Linked DNA regions of Mus musculus: region 1 is linked to region 2. A link is a contact called in public promoter capture Hi-C data. All regions are on one chromosome and are shown on one strand. Each heading gives the region's core, a stretch centred on a gene start, on an enhancer-like site or on the middle of the called end of the contact. The rest is flanking DNA. Distances are from core to core; before and after follow the strand shown.

Evidence for each region. Promoter capture Hi-C pulls out the DNA fragments that hold promoters and counts their contacts.
Region 1: a promoter capture Hi-C map of hippocampal neurons shows a contact between it and region 2, with 5 times the contacts expected there. The contact joins the promoter of Hmox1 here to the promoter of F2rl3 in region 2. A contact is called at or near these places in 8 of 39 promoter capture datasets (the HPC-7 cell line, cranial neural crest, embryonic stem cells and 4 more) and 5 of 115 datasets of contacts at active chromatin or transcription factors (acute myeloid leukemia, embryonic stem cells, large pre-B cells and 1 more).

The regions. Positions count from the first base shown.
Region 1 is chr8:75,090,367-75,095,890 of GRCm38.p6, forward strand. It overlaps Hmox1 (heme oxygenase 1), which reads left to right and starts at 3,252. Exons shown (of 5, transcript NM_010442.2): 1 at 3,252-3,406; 2 at 5,490-5,524. The coding sequence starts at 3,384.
Region 2 is chr8:72,758,006-72,763,144 of GRCm38.p6, forward strand. F2rl3 (coagulation factor II (thrombin) receptor-like 3) reads left to right here and starts at 3,654. Exons shown (of 2, transcript NM_007975.4): 1 at 3,654-4,009; 2 at 4,254-5,139. The coding sequence starts at 3,898. Sin3b (transcriptional regulator, SIN3B (yeast)) reads left to right here. Exons shown (of 19, transcript NM_009188.4): 19 at 1-198.

The sequences.
Region 1 (5,524 bases), core at 2,002-4,501, 2.3 Mb after region 2:
GGAAGGAGGGCATGGATTGGGATCTTTCTGGTGCAGGAGGCAAAGGAGTCCAAAAGCCAAGTCAGTGTGTGCACAGGGGAGAGGAGAGAGGCTGAGAGGGGACTAGCACAGTCTGGCATGGCTGCTTCAGTCCCTAAATCCTGTTTAGTTTATCATCTAGCTACATCTGCGGCTCCTAGAGAACAAGCCAAACACCAGGAGTCAGAAACCCAGCATCAGTAAGCGTGTCTCTGAGAGGTGCATAACCGGAGTCCGTGCCTTAGTCTTTGGGTACCCCAGCTCCCCATGTGAAAAGGGGGACTCCTGTTGTGAGTTTCATCTTTCTGGAGACCTTGGAATGACAGGCTCTAGAGCTGCAGACTTCTCATTATTCCCCCTAAAGTCCTAGATCCTCTGTGAAAGAGCTTGGGATAGGGTGACTGGGGGAGGTCTGACTTTCTATTACCAGGACTAGAATTCTGGTTCTGCCATCAATATTGCTGTGTGACAAGAAAATTCCTGGCTTCCCTATTCCTCATTAGAATCAAATAGAATATAGATGTCAATGGCAGCTGTACAGATCTTGTGGGCTGCTGTCAGGGTTAGGAGAGCTTTGGCACACAGCAAGTGTTCTACAAAGGTTGGCTGGGATTGCACCTTTCGATCAGAGCTTGGTTTCAGCCTTTCTGGCACTGTAGTGACATGGAAGCCAGACAGCTGCACCCCATTCTCAAGGGGAGTCCTGATGCAGCCACTCATTCTGACAGTTATTAACTGCCAGCTACTTGCCAGGCACAGACCCCATCCTGGGGATTTACAAAGCAAAATGAACAGTGTCCCTGCCCACCTGCTTTCCAGGTCACCCCGGGGGAAGATGGTCCTTACCAGAAGACCTAGAGAAACACTTGCTTGTTGGCAGTGGTCATGGCCACTTTTCCTGCCAATCCATTCGAAGGCAGAAGATATGCCACCTGCTTTCCAGGGACTGTGAACGTCCTCCTGTTACAGTGAACTCACATCCTTATCTTAAGCCTCAGTGTCCTGGTTTGTAAAGCCAGCTGATACCTGTACTTCTTTGGTGGAGTTCCTGAGAGAGTGAAATGAGTTGTCTGCATGCCGGGTGTGTGTGTGTGTGTGTGTGTGTGTGTGTGTGTGTTCTTCCGTTATTATGAGCTGTTATTCCATTGTCACTGCTTCTCGTGGCAGAGAAATGGCAGCTCTCTTTACCGTGTGCCACAGATTCTTGGGTACATGCAGGTGAGACTTGGCCATCCCATTCCCCTCTGTGGGGAATCAACCCTTGATGGGCAGTTGTTGACTTCCATTCTCCTTCTCTCAGAGTCGAGGACTTAGAACCACCATTTCATTTTAGCCTTAAAAACAGAAGAAGAGCGAGTCATGGTAGTGCACGCCTTTAATCCCAGCACTTGGGAGGCAGAGGCAGGCAGATCTCTGAGTTTGAGTTTTGCCTGGTCTTCTGAGTTTGAGGCCAGCCTGGTCTACAAAGTGAGTTCAAGGACAGCCAGGGCTACACAGAGAAACCCTGTTTTTTTTGGGGGGGGGAAGAAAGAAAATATAATGTCCAAAATTAACTGTAAATCCCTCCTGCTTAGGAACACCAGAGGTAACTACCCGAATGCAGGGAGTTGTAGGTCATGGGAAAGTACTGAGCCTATAGGTTTGTCCTTATAAACCCCTGAAACATGAGGCTCAAGGCCATTATCAGCTGGGAAATCCCAGAGAACATACCTGGTCAAAGTCCATCCCCAAAGGTTAGTATTTAATATTTAAAGCTTGCTTCTAACTTGGCCCAAAATGTTGGAGTTGGTTTTTCTGGAGAATCTCAGGATTAACAAAACAAAGAAACAAAAGAATGAAATCTTTGTTGACATCAAAAGTCATTTTGAGGCTGGAGAGATGGCCTGTGGTTGACAGTACTTTCTGCTCTTACAGAGGACTTGAATTCAGTTGTGAGCATGGGCAGCTCACTACCACCTTAATTCCCAGTTCTAGGGGATCCAATGCCCTTTTCTGGCCTTCTCAGGCACCTATATGCACCCAGCATGAATGCATGCATACATATACATGGGCCTATACACACACATAAAATAAATAATATTCTTTTCATTGTTGTCTTCTCCAGACAGGGTTTCTCTGTGTAACCTCTGCTGTCCTGGAACTCACTCTGTAGACCACACTGGTTCCAAACTCACAGAGATCTGCCAGCCTCTGCCTCCTAGGTGCTAGAATTAAAGGAATGTGCCATCACTACCCAGAAAATAGTAAATACTTTTTAAAGAAATATTTTAAGAAGTAAATACTTTTAACAACAACAAAAGAGGACATACAAAACTATGGAGGCTTTGAAGAACCACCCAGTATGTCTGTGTCATGTCTGTTCTGTACTGAAGAGTCCAGCTCATCAGGAATTCAGAAGGTGAATTCCAAGCCTTACCCTGCTAAGCAGCAGTGGGTATCTGTGGTGATAGATGTGTCAGAGCTATGTGTCCTGACTTCACAGTCTTCTGTACCTGGGCATCAGGAAGTCATGGTGTGGACCAGGTTCTAGGAGAGCGCCGAGAAGGCAGCCAAACACTCGGGTGCTGCACTCCATGAGACCCTGGGCAGAACACTTCAACCTCCAGCTCAGATTCCCCACCTGTAAAACTGGAGCCATCTATGTCCCCACCATGATATATAGGGATAAACCATGGAAAAGTTAATCAAGGCAAGTGTCAGCAAACCAAGCAGAACTGTGAACATAAAGGATTGAAAAAACCAGCTATCCTAAGAGTTCCGGGAAGGTAGACTCAGGTAGTGTGGGTCAATCCCTGGGTTTGCCCACCAGCATCTCACATTTAGGATCGTCTTATAGTTCTGAAACCTTCAAGATTCCTGAAGGGCTACTCCCGTCTTCCTGTCACTGAGTAGAGTAGAGGGTTCTGGAAAGGACCCAAATTCTGCCAAGAGGCAACTCATTCAGATCTCTTCTCTTCTCTTCTCTTCTCTTCTCTTCTCTTCTCTTCTCTTCTCTTCTCTTCTCTTCTCTTCTCTTCTCTTCTCTTCTCTTCTCTTCTCTTCTCTTCTCTTCTCTTTTTTTTCTCTCTCTCTCCCTTTTTTTTGTAACAGACTTGCCAGAGTCATATGATTTATCCCCTTACAGGCAGGGCCCGCCTCCGGGCTGGATGTTGCAACAGCAGCGAGAACGCCGGCTCAGCTGGGCGGCCACCACGTGACCCGCGTACTTAAAGGGCTGGCGCGGGCAGCTGCTCGCTCACGGTCTCCAGTCGCCTCCAGAGTTTCCGCATACAACCAGTGAGTGGAGCCTGCCCGCGCAGAGCCGTCTCGAGCATAGCCCGGAGCCTGAATCGAGCAGAACCAGCCTGAACTAGCCCAGTCCGGTGATGGAGCGTCCACAGCCCGACAGGCAAGCGACTGTGTGGGGAAGGGAGCTGTGACCGGTGTCCCTTATCCTGCCTGGGAATGCAGGCTGCGGGGCCAGGGGACGAGTTACCGCCCAGTCTACCTGTAGCTATGGGAAGCTGGAGGGAGAAAATGTGATTCACTCCTCTGACACGCTGGAGGTGACGATTGGGAGTGTCTTGTAGTATCCAGGTTTGAGGGATGGTGAACGCACTGCTAAGTCCTGGAACCCGTACTCACTATTCTTGGGGTTGGGGGTTGGGGAGCTTGTCTTTTGCTGGCGCGGAGTGGTCACTTATCAATTTCCAACCTCAGACGATTTGTAAGATGCAGGGAGGCCAGTAGCAGAACTAGAGGGTGCTGAGGTTGGGGTGTTTTTTGTTTGGGGGTGTGTGGGGAGAGGAGGGGTTTTTGTGTGTTTTGTTTTGGAGACAGGGTCTATGTAGTCCTGGAACTCTGGAACTCCCTAGTAGATCAAGTTGGCCTTGAACTCCAGTTCGCTTCACTTTGCTTCCTGAGATTGAACGTGCTCCACCACCATGCTTGGCTTCTCCTCCTCCTCCTCCTCCTCCTCCTCCTCCTCCTCCTCCTCCTCCTCCTCCTTCTCCTCCTCCTCCTCCTTCTCCTCTTTGACTTTTGAGACAGAGTTCCTCTTTGTAGCCCTGGATGTCTTGGAATTCACTCTGTAGATCCGGCTGGCCTAGAACTCAGAGATCTGTCTGCTTCTGCCTCCCTAGTGCTGACATTAGAGGCATGTGCCATTCCACCCAGCTCTTTTTTTTTTTTTTTTTAATAAACCCAATCATACTTTTTTTAAAAAAAAGTTTTTTTTTAAAATATTTATGTATTTATTTATTTATTTATTTAATGTATATGAGTACACTATAGCTGTCATCAGACACAGCAGATGAAGGTGTCAGAACCCACCATGTGGTTGCTGGGAATTGAACACAGGACCTTTAGAAGAGCAGTCAGTGCTCTTGACCGCTGAGCCACCTCTCCAGCCCACCAACCTTATTTTTATATTTTTATTTAAAGTGTCTCATTACATTTTATTTATTGTGCATGTAGAGTGACACATTAAACATGTGAAGGTCAGAGGACTTGAAAGGAGTCATTTCTCAGACCACCATGTGGGTTCCAAGAAAGATTGGCTTATCAGGCATGGTGGCAAGTGCTTTTCCTGGCTGAGCCTCCTTCCAGTGTTTAATCCTCATCCCTGACTTTAGCAGTAAGGATTGAATTTAGTACTTCAGACATTCTAGGCAAGCACTGTACCACTAAGGTACAGTATCGGCACCTTTTTGATTTAAAGATCGTGCCGGACTGGTCTGAAACTCTCCAATCCTCCTGCTGGATTACAGAAACTATTTAATGCAGATACTTTGAGTATAGAGCGTGTGTGTGTGTGTGTGAAAGTTGGATTTGGTGGGTTTGTTTGTTTGTTTGTTTGTTTTGAGACTCTTCCTATATAGCCCTGTGCTGAACTTCCTTCACTATGTAGACAGACCAGGCTGACATCAAACTAAGAGATCTGCCCTCCCTCTGCCTCCTGAATGCTGGAATTAAGGATGTGTAACATCACACTCCGCTGGTTGTAAAATCTGTAGCTGAATTTTTTAAAGAAATGTCTTCAGGTTGGATCTAAAAGCTCACCAAAGTCTCTACCCTTAGCCAGGCTGTGGTGGTGCATGTTTTTAATCCCAGCACTCAGGAGGCAGAGGTAAGCAGATCTCTGAATTTGAGGCCAGTCTGATCTACAGAGTGAGTTCTAAGGACAGCCAGGGCCACATAGAGAAAAACCCTGTCTTGGAAAAAAAAAATCTCCCTTTGAGCATAGTGGTTGGACTAGTATGGTTCTTCACTGTGGTCAGGCCATACCTTGCCTCCCCTTTACTGGAAATAACTAGAATAGGGATTCTGCCTGTGGTTTTGGGGACAATATCCCATAGTACTTAATGACTGACATCTGTTTGCATGGTTAAGACGGTGGCTTGGCCAACATTGGAGGCTGGAGCTATTCTGCAGGTCTAATCATTCACAGACATCGCTTGATCCCCTGCTGATTCTCCTCTCCTCCTCCACAGCATGCCCCAGGATTTGTCTGAGGCCTTGAAGGAGG
Region 2 (5,139 bases), core at 2,404-4,903:
ACCCCAAGCCGCCTCAGACCCTCTGGGCCTCCCTTCCCCAGAGGGGAGCCCGGGCACACTTGCATGCTTCTGGGGATCTGCTCCTTAACGTTTTTGAGCAATTTCTGTTCCAGCTTTGACCTCCATTTGCAGCTGTTTTGAATGTAGGGTTTTTTTTTTTCTATTTATTTGCACATTAAAGTTAAATATTGATGCCAAGCCTCAGGGTCCTTCGTCATTTCCTACAAAAGTCCCAGCCAGGTCTTGCACACAGCTAAGTCTCAAGTGGCATCATCCGCCCCTCCAAGGTCCTTCCTTAGCGAGGCAGAAACTGCCCAAAGGGACAGCAGTTCCCTCAATCTGGGAGTGCTTCCTAGAATATAGTCTTCCAATTATCTTTTCACATTCAATAGAGGCATCTCTATTTCACACTTGGGTTGTGATTCTACAAACTAATTTGGAGGTGTGGACACTTAGTACAGTGACTAAAGGGACCTTGAGTTTGATCCCCAGGCTCCACCTGGTGGAAGGAGACAAAAAAGCCACATACACTGGGCTTTACTCACAAACTACTTTACATTGTAACAGATTTCTTTTTAAAAAATTATTCTGGGACTAGGTGGTGGTGGCATAGGCCTTTAAGCCCCATCCTGGCAGGAGGATCACTGAGTTTGAGGCCAGCTTGGTTTACAGAGAGTTCAGCATGGCCAGGGCTACACAGAAAAACCCTGTTTAGAGGAAAAAAAAAAAAAAAAAAAAAGAAACCACCATCAACAACAGAAACCATTCATAATGAGGAGCTAGTGAGATGGCTCAGTGGTTAAGAGCACTGGCTGCTCTTGCAGAGGACCCAGGTTCAATTCCCAGCATCTATTGGAGGCTCACACCCATCTAACTCCAGTTTAAACACTCTCTATTGATCTCCACAGCAACTAAGAAAATCATGAGTTATGTGTGTGGTGGAGGAGACTGAGACTGGGTCACACAAAACCCAGCATTAACAGTAACTTAAAAGTTCAAAGCTGGGGCTGCAGAGATGGCTCAGCAGTTAAGAACACTGACTGCACTTCCAGAGGTCCTGAGTTCAGTTCTCAGCACCCACATGGTGGCTCACAACCATCTATAATGGAATCTGATGCCCTCTTCTGGTGTGTCTGAAGAAAATTCCATAGATAGCCTTAGTTCACTTAACACTAAGGTCTCCTCAAGTTTCTTACACATGGTGGATGTGGTGAATGCCCTTCCTTATTTAGGGCTGGAACCGGAGACCTTTCTGTCCTCAGCAAGCCTTGCCCTTACATGTCTCAATGCTGATCCTGATGGACACCCCTCCTCACCTGCTTCTCCCTCCACCCCACCCTGGACACAAACATCCTGGTCCAGACCCCACCCCCCCCTCTGTGTGTGTGTGTGTGACTAGCCTCAGCTCCAGACACAGAAGCTTTTGGGTCACATACACTTAGCAAACCTCCATTCCCTGGTTGTCCCTGAGAAGGCTGGATCCTCCATACCCCTGGCATTTCAAGCCTGTTTCCACTCCAGGGCCTAAGCTATAGGACTGCTCTGCTCATTCACATCCTGCTTGCTTAGGGCTGATGAGGCTGGAAATGGCTGTGCTGGCCTTTGCTCCTCCATCCTAAATGGGTTTCATGTTTCTACACTTTGGCCCCCAGAATCCAGCACACCCTCAGAGACTAGCCTTTTCCTCCAAGGGCACAGGGGTCCTTGAAAGCAGACTTGTGTTTTACATTGCTAGGCATGAACCTGGGTTTTCAGCATGCAGAGTGGCACTGAGCTCCACTCCCTCAGATATGTGTGTACCTGCCTCTCTGAACCTCAGTCTCTTCTCCCCCTTCCCCACCCCTTTGCGGAAAGCTTTGTGTATGTGCATGCAGAGGGCAGAGGTCTAAGTGCTGTGTCTTCCCCTAGCACTCAACTTTATTTTCGGGACAGGGTGTCTCTCTGAATCTGGAGCTCACTGATGGGCTATGTGTACTGACCAGTGAACCTTCAGGACCCCTCTCTCTCCAGCTGCGGTTTACAGATGTGTTCTGCCATGCTCAGCTTGCTTACATGGGTGCTGGGGATTTGAACTCAGGTCCTTATGCTTTCACAGTAACATCTCCATACCAACCCTCTTCCAACCAGTTATTGTGGACTGTTTGTCATCACATAGCCCAGGCTGCACTCAAAATTGCAATTCTCCTGCCTCAGCCTCCAAATGCTGAGATAACAGACTTGCCCACCACCTCATCTGAACACAGAGTCCCCAATTGAGCAGTGCCTGTAACAACTCCCCAAAGTGTCTAGGACACCAAGGCAGCTCAGGGCCCTCTGCTGAGGTCAGGCCACCTACTGCACAGGTCACACCTGGAGCTTTGAGGGCCAGTGACTGGTGCCTCCAAGGGTCCCCACACTCAAACACTTACACTGAATGCCTTACAGCAGGCATATGGAAGGGCATAGACCCCACGCTCACACAGGGGCCTCATTCCTGAATCTCACTTTACTCCTGGCAAGGAGCTGGAACAAGAGAGGCATCCAGATGGCAGGGTGACCCCATCTTAGGGTTTCAGTTGCTGCAACAAAACGCTGTGGCCAAAAACGCAGGTTGAGAAGGAACAAGTTTATTTGGCTTACAGTTTTATATCACTGTTCATTTTTGAAGGTAATCAGGACCGGAACTCCTACAGGGCAGGAACCTGGAGGCAGGAGCTGATGCAGAGGCCAGGGAGGGGTGGGTGCTCCTTACTGGCTTGTTCCCCATGGCTTGCTCAGCCTGCTTTCTTATAGAAGCCAGGACCACCAGCCCAGGGATGGTACCACCCGCAATAGGGCTGGGCCCTCCCCCATTGATCACTAGTTGAGAAAATGTCTTACAGCTGACTCTCATGGATACATTTCCTCAATTGAGGCTTCTTCTCTGATGACTCTAGTGTATGTCAAGTTGATACACAAAACCAGCTAGCACATCCCCCAAGAGGACTTAGGGTACTCTGGACAACAACAATTGTTGATATGGCTTTAGCTTTCACTTACATCTGTCTGTCCGTCCGTCTGGAGACAGGGTCTCACTATGTAGTCCTGGCTGTCCTGGAACTTATTACATAGACCAGGCTATCCTTGAACTCACAGAGATCTGCCTACCTTGGCTTCCTAGAGTGCTGGGATTAAAGGCTGTGCCACCATGCCTACCCTAATTTATGTGTATGTGTGCTTGTGTGTGTATTCAGATGCCAAGATGTACATATGGAAGCCAGAGGACAGAGCCAGAGAGTGGGAGTTCACCCTCTCCCTCCACCATGTGGGCCCTGCATATCGAATGCAGGCCATCAGGCTTGGTGGCAAGCACCTTCTTTACCTGCTGGCATTGTGTGTCGCTTGTTGGTCTGCTTTAACAGAGCCAGGATGCACTGGGATGAGTTATTGTCTTGCCAGCCACAGATAGGAAATAGTGGGTGGCTTCTGGAAGGGCTAAGAATCCCACATGGTGATGACTTGGAGGAAGGCTGGATTGTTATCTAAACAGGAGCTGTGTTACTAGCCAGCAGGAAGTGGCCACTTGATCCACAGATGTTTCCTGGGCTGGGTGAGGTGGGGGATGTTGTGGAGATTTGGTAGGGGGTGGGGAGTAAGGCTGAAGCCTAGGACTCTTTTCTCCCATCCTTGGCCCAGTTCTTTATGAGACATTTTGGAGAGAGAGACCTAGGCAGGACACCCAGACCTCCTGAGTGCACACAGGGACCTTCGATGGGCTCCAGGGTGAGCAAGCAGATCCCAATGGGTCTATGGGGGTGGGAGCTCTGCTGTCTCCCCGAAGGTGCAGTTGCTCCCCACAAGGACTCCGGAAGCCGAGGGTGGAGTTGACAGGGCAGGAAGTCCCAGGCTGCAGCCCAGAAAGCTTCTGATCCTGGCAGCATGTGCTGGCCGCTGCTGTATCCTTTGGTGCTGGGGCTCAGCATCAGCCTGGCAGAGGGCATCCAGACCCCCAGCATCTACGATGATGTAGAGAGTACCAGGGGAAGCCATGGTGAGTGACTGTGTCCCTTAAAGGGGTGGATCAGAAATGGAGCTATTGCTGAGCAGGCTTACAGTCTTAGGTCCCTAAACTCCATGCCTTTGGGACTGGGTTGTATCCTTCCATTAACTGAGTGCTGGAGTGGGGACACTGAGGCACCCACAATGCCTAAGACTCTCAAGGCTATTCTCCTTCATCTTGTATCCCTAAAGGCAGGGCAGAGCAGTGGTTGACTGATGTCCCCTCTCTCCCACAGAAGGCCCTCTGGGTCCCACAGTAGAACTCAAGGAGCCGAAGTCCTCAGACAAGCCTAATCCACGAGGCTACCCGGGCAAATTCTGTGCCAACGACAGTGACACGCTGGAGCTCCCGGCCAGCTCTCAAGCACTGCTGCTGGGGTGGGTCCCCACGAGGCTGGTACCTGCCCTCTATGGGCTTGTGGTGGCTGTGGGGCTGCCTGCCAATGGGCTGGCGCTGTGGGTGCTGGCCACAAGGGTGCCACGCCTGCCATCCACCATTCTGCTCATGAACCTGGCAGTGGCTGATCTGCTGTTGGCCCTGGTGCTGCCACCACGACTGGCTTACCACTTGCGTGGCCAGCGCTGGCCATTTGGTGAGGCTGCCTGCCGGGTGGCCACAGCTGCCCTCTATGGCCACATGTATGGTTCAGTGTTGCTGCTGGCTGCAGTCAGCTTGGACAGATACCTGGCCCTGGTGCATCCTTTGCGGGCCCGTGCACTGCGTGGTCAACGCCTCACTACTGGACTCTGTTTGGTGGCCTGGCTCTCTGCAGCCACCCTGGCCTTGCCTCTCACTCTGCATCGGCAGACCTTCCGATTAGCTGGCTCCGATCGCATGCTGTGTCATGATGCGCTGCCCCTGACTGAGCAGACCTCCCACTGGAGACCGGCCTTCATCTGCCTGGCTGTCCTGGGCTGCTTCGTGCCACTGCTGGCCATGGGCCTGTGCTATGGAGCCACCCTTCGTGCACTGGCGGCCAATGGCCAGCGCTACAGCCATGCACTCAGACTGACAGCCCTGGTACTGTTCTCGGCAGTGGCCTCTTTCACACCTAGCAATGTGCTGCTGGTGCTGCACTATTCAAACCCGAGCCCTGAGGCCTGGGGCAATCTCTATGGAGC